Regions from separate parts of the Drosophila melanogaster genome. Here region 2 is linked to region 1. The links are chromatin contacts, called in public HiChIP or PLAC-seq maps. All regions are on one chromosome and are shown on one strand. The core of a region is the stretch at or near the end of the contact, and the rest is flanking DNA. Distances in the headings are between cores, read along the strand shown. Region 1 holds the start of bif (bifocal). Region 2 holds the start of Hsc70-3 (Heat shock protein 70 cognate 3).

Evidence for each region. HiChIP or PLAC-seq counts read pairs in DNA pulled down with a chosen protein or histone mark.
Region 2: a contact with region 1 is called in a Psq HiChIP or PLAC-seq map of the Kc167 cell line, with 2.7 times the contacts expected there. The contact joins the promoter of Hsc70-3 here to the promoter of bif in region 1. A contact is called at or near these places in 3 of 107 Hi-C or Micro-C datasets (the Kc167 cell line and wing imaginal disc) and 2 of 6 datasets of contacts at active chromatin or transcription factors (both in the Kc167 cell line).

What each region holds. Positions count from the first base shown.
Region 1 is chrX:11,677,638-11,680,337 of dm6, forward strand. It overlaps bif (bifocal), which reads left to right and starts at 1,333. Exons shown (of 6, transcript NM_167295.3): 1 at 1,333-1,652. It overlaps Vlet (Valette), which reads right to left and starts at 952. Exons shown (of 1, transcript NM_167294.2): 1 at 1-952. The coding sequence starts at 633. The coding sequence ends at 28.
Region 2 is chrX:11,805,711-11,808,410 of dm6, forward strand. Hsc70-3 (Heat shock protein 70 cognate 3) reads right to left here and starts at 1,407. Exons shown (of 3, transcript NM_078577.3): 1 at 1,159-1,407.

The DNA.
Region 1 (2,700 bases), core at 83-2,582:
GCACTGGAATTGGTCGATGGCGTCCCACTACTGATTGCCAGGCGCCGTTGCTCCTGTAGTCTTCATGGCCAGCATGGCGTCCAGTTCGCCCTGGATGCTCTCGAACTGATTGTACAGTTCCATTAGTTCCGGTTGTGTCATTTCGATGTTGATATCCTCGCCGACGGCCGTTTTCATTTGGAGCACGGCCAGCGGGGTCTTCTCCCGCTGCTGGCAATGCGAGGAGATCTCCATGTTGAGCTTCCAGGCCACATCTTCGATGACATTTGATTCGTACCGCTTGCTGGCCAAATTGTTCATAATGGGCGTCGTTTCGCGCACCCACAAACGCAATATGGCATCGATCTTGGCCTCATCCTCCAGCTGGAGTTTCTCGCGCAGCTCACGCTGCAGCAAACTTGGCTTGATGATAAACGTGGAGATGCGACGCAGGATGTAGGAGAAGGTCTTGATCAGCAGCAGGAAGTCCTGACGCGGTACGCCCACCAATCGCTCCAGTTCCTCGAGTGTGTACTCCGGTTCGGTGTTACTTGTGGGGTTCTCCTCGGTGCTGCTGTCCACCCGGCCGGTGGTCGTCACACTGGTGCCCACTGTACTACTGGTGGCACTCGCCGATGCTACGCTGGGACTCATCTGCCGGTGGGTGTAGAACAGAACCGTCGTAAAGGTCTCGTAGGGCAAGGCATTGATGATTTTGATGCCCTCACGGGCTCTAAGATATAAATGCAAGAAATTAATCTCTATAAGAACATTGATATTACATACCTTTCCGTGATCTTTATCCAGTTAATGCTCATTGTGAGATATATTTAAAAATTTTTAAGGAACATAGAGTTATTAAGTCTTTACCAGCACTTCTTTTATTATGACTTTAATATTATTTGTTTATACAGACCAACAATATACAAAAAACTATCGACTTGCCACGGTGCGGTGCTGCCACACAGTTACTACTGCCAATAATAACGGTAAGTGCTGACTAAAATACAAAAATATTACATTTTGCGATGTGATTTTAAACATATTCTTTATTAATTTTTTAGATTTAAATGTTTTATTAAATTAATTTATTTTTCTGTATTTAGGCCTGAATAATTTACCTTATAAAATTACAATGTTTTAAATAATATTTGCTGTTATGTTTCCTGCAAAATAAAATTCGTGAAAAAAAGCCGCACCAGCAAATATCAATACCAGATTGTCGACGGCACCGACGATCGACGATTCAATTTGTAGAAGATTATCAAGTACGAATAGTTTTCCAACTCATTAATATAATCGTCCTACCTGGCAACTCCGCTGATGCCTATCGATGCTCCGCTCGATAGCGCCAACAATCGATAAGCAGTATTTGTGTATTGGAAACGCGGCTTAACTTAATGCAGATTTTTCCGCTGATTCGGCTGCGAAAGATGCACTTTTAAGGCGCAGCGAGTGCACCCACGCCCCGAGTTCGAGTGCAGTTGCAGTCGGGAAAGCTTGACAAGTGCGCGGAGCAAGGAGAGCGACGAGTTCGTTGAGCTACAGCGAAACGGAAAAGTGTAAAAGCGGGGTAAACAGGCGCAGCGGAGCGGATGATAAACGGAACTCGGGATCGGAAAATTGGAAGCAAAACCAACCACCGATTATAAAAAATAGTCAGCATCTTAAAAGTAAGGATTTCAAGCTAAGGTTTCAGCGAAAGCCCGAGAAAAACAAAAACCCCAACTAAACTAACGGAACAGTGCGTCGGGATATATGCATGTGTATGTGGTATACGTATGTGTGTCTTTGGCTGCGTGCGATTGTATTGTTCCTGTGTAAATAAACAAAACCCGGCTCTTTAGTCTTCCACTAGTTCGTTTCGCGTTTCTCTGCGAGGAATTTTTGTTGAAAAAACTCAATTTGGCATAGCATAACTTCCAGTTTATTTCCCTATTCTGCAAACTGTGTGTATCAGTGTGCTGGTGCTTCCAGCATGCCGTAAAAATCGATAGCGCGTCGTCGGTTGTTTATTTTATGCTTCGTCTGCATTTTGCAGCCCCTTTTTATCGCTCTCCCCTTTTCAGCCACCCTTGCACACACTCACACTCTCTCCGGCGGAGTCGTGTGATGCATACACACACACACACACAGACACATGCATACGCCTGATACGGGAAATTAAAAATAATACTTTTTATCGCGGCATGCAAAAGGCAAAGCTGCAAAAACAGAAACAATTCCAATTCCAACAGCAATAATCTAGCCATGCAATCAATTTTAGCCAAACAATAAAAAGAATCGTTTGGTTTCAGTTTCCCCGCTTTTCTTTTCCGTTATTTTCCTCTCTATATTCGGTTTTATCGCATTTTCCGCTCATTATGGCAGTTTAGCATATTTATGCTGGAAAAATATTGGGGTTTCTTCGCTTCTTACCTTTGTTTTACGTTTTGTTTTGCTGTCGGGCTGTAAAAACAGCAGTTAATCCAATTAAGAAAAATAAAACTCTAAATGCCATCGCCACCACGAATTCGAAATCACCTTTTATCTACTCAAAAGATATTCATCTTATTTATTTTCCAAGATAAATGTTAAATTATAAATATATTATAGAACCATACACTTGTTGAAATAGAATTTCTGCTAACAGCTGCGAGTTTTACAGTCATAACTATTATTATTATTTATTAACTTAGATTTCTACAGGCTGCGATTTTATAAAAATGATTCAATTTTTTA
Region 2 (2,700 bases), core at 157-2,656, 130 kb after region 1:
ATCAGCCAAATAAATGACGTGTACCAAGCGGATTGAACGCAGACAAACGCACACAGATAGGCCTACTCCCACTCACACAGACGGCAAAATGCGCAGGCGCTTCGCGGTCTTTTAAAAAAAAGAAGTAAATGTAAGCAAAATTAACCGTAAATTACTGTAAAAGGAAAACAAGAACTTCACCTAAATGCAAGCTTAGGCTGTAAGAAACTAATACGAAGAAGAAGACAAAGTTCATTCACCGAACTTGTCACTTGTCACGACCACCACGTCATTGGTTGGCCTTTATTGGTTTCAACTATAAAGGAAACTAATTTCATACGTTTCTATTTCTTTAAGGGCACGTGCGGGCAAACTTTTTGTAGCAGACCTCTTTTACTTTTGCCAATATGGCGACTGTAAAATTGCAGTGTATTGGTGTCCCTCTTTGCCGTCCGTTCCTTTACACGAATATTCTAGCAGTGCAAGTGCACTTTCCAGCTATTTGTGCTAACGTCCAGCTCGTATTTAAGCCTTTTCTTTGAACTAACACTTACACTTATCGCTGAGCGGTTAATAATTTCAAATTGGTTTCGATTTAATGTGCTTTCTCGACGCTTCAAAGTGAACTGACAGAGCAGTAGAATATGTGGCTGCTGCTTATCTGACGTTTTTGCCGGCGCTTTCTACGTACGCACACAGTCATACGCTGCGGCACACACACACACGTGCAACTCTGGGGCCAAAAAGACACGTCAGTGGTAGATCAGTGTTGGAAAGCACGCGATTGTTCGGCCGACGAATAACCGCTTTTCAAAAATATATAATTATTTCTACACACAATATTTCGCGTTGTCCTTATCAATATCAGGTAGTAAATAGTATTTTACAGTTACCAATGGGTCTGTCAAGCAATCGTTTTGATTCTTTTATAATGTTGCCTCAATTTTGTTTCAAAATAAACAATAATATAATATAAGAAATGCTATAACGCAATTCAAGCCACTGAATTCCTTGCAACACATATTTATAAAAAAAAATAGATATATTTAAATATACACTTTATGCTGGTTCTTTTGGTCCAAAGTAAATTTGATAAATATTTTCCTGTTTCTTAGATGTTAATACCAACAGCATACACTCATATCAACTTTCAATATAATTTTCTTTTTGTATACTTACATTTTCTAACTAAAACTATTAAAAAAAAATTCACTTATTTAGGTAATTGTCACTTTTTGTCACAGAAGTATTAGTCTTTGTTGTTTTTTGGCTTGGTTTTAATTGATCTAATGGGAATGTAACGATTTCTTGTTTATATTTGCGGTCACAGCGCGTTACAATGTTCTTGGGGTAATAATTTGTATTTAATAAATCGCGTTTCTCTTTTGCTGTGCTGTTATTCCTTGTACTTTTGTTTTGAAACTGATTTTCACTCTCTGTTTTCCGGCTATTTATTGCTCTTTGCTCTCACCTACCACTGACGTGTCGATGAGTTTAGTTTTCTAGAAACATCGATACACATCTGGCAATCGAATAAGTCGAATAAATATTTCGTTAGACTAAAATGTCTAATTAATAAAGGTATTAAGAAGATATAATTAAAAATAAAAATAATATATTACAGGATTATATGATTGCAACTATTTCTGCTATACGGTTTACAATCATTTTAATAATAGTTTTTTAAGATTTAACTTCTTTTATATATTCATTTTATTCAATATAATTTTAATCGATAACTATCTTAAGGTGTTACATCTCTAGCACTGACGTGTCGCAGGCGTAGCTGTTCCGCCCACTGGAGGCCAACTCTCGCTCTCGCTCTCTCCCAGAGCTTTTCACTATTTGTTTACCCAAACATTTTCGGAGCGGAGAGAGTACGATGTTTGGCCTTCTTCTTTTTCTTTTTATGGTGTTTGGTTTGTCTGATGCAAATATGCGTTCCCCTTAAGTAAAGCCGCAACGAGCACTGACGTGTACATTGCCCCAGGTTAACCGTTATGCTTCCAGCTGAATCTGGATGTTTGCCGTTACTTTAAGTGGGGCGTAATTATTGACAACTTCCCAAAACTATTTTTAGACTTTGTAATTGTTCATTCCGATACTTGAAGTTATAAATATATGCTTTTGGGTTCTTATTATTATAAGCATATAATTACATTCGAAATTTAAATTTAAGCTTATATGCAGCTGTTTTTAATACTATGACAACCGGAAATGGTACTGCAATATTTACATGTAAATTCGAAAGAAAAACTAACTGCTTATCCATAGTTTTGAGTGGTAAACGAATGGAGTTTAATAAAGACATAGAATCAAATTTTTTTTCAAACTTACCTCTTTCATATATAAATGTTATTTATATTTTATATTATTAAAAATGTCTAGTATTTTATATATGTATGTATATATTGCTATTTCGAATTCCATATAGCAACTCTAGACTTTTTTAGCACTTCCCAGAATTTTTATTAATAATATTTACATATATGAAAAATAAAATTTAAAAGCGTATTTAAACAATACGCTCAAATGATGATTCAAAAATGTTTCAAGAATATCATGACTAATATTTGGGGGGATAAAAAATGATATATTTTCCGAAAAAGTCGAAAATACCACGTTTATCTGGCAATTTCCAGGCATTTCGTCGATCTTCATTTGAAATGATAATTTCCATAAATTAAACGACTACCGATAAGAACAGGCAAACAGTCTATA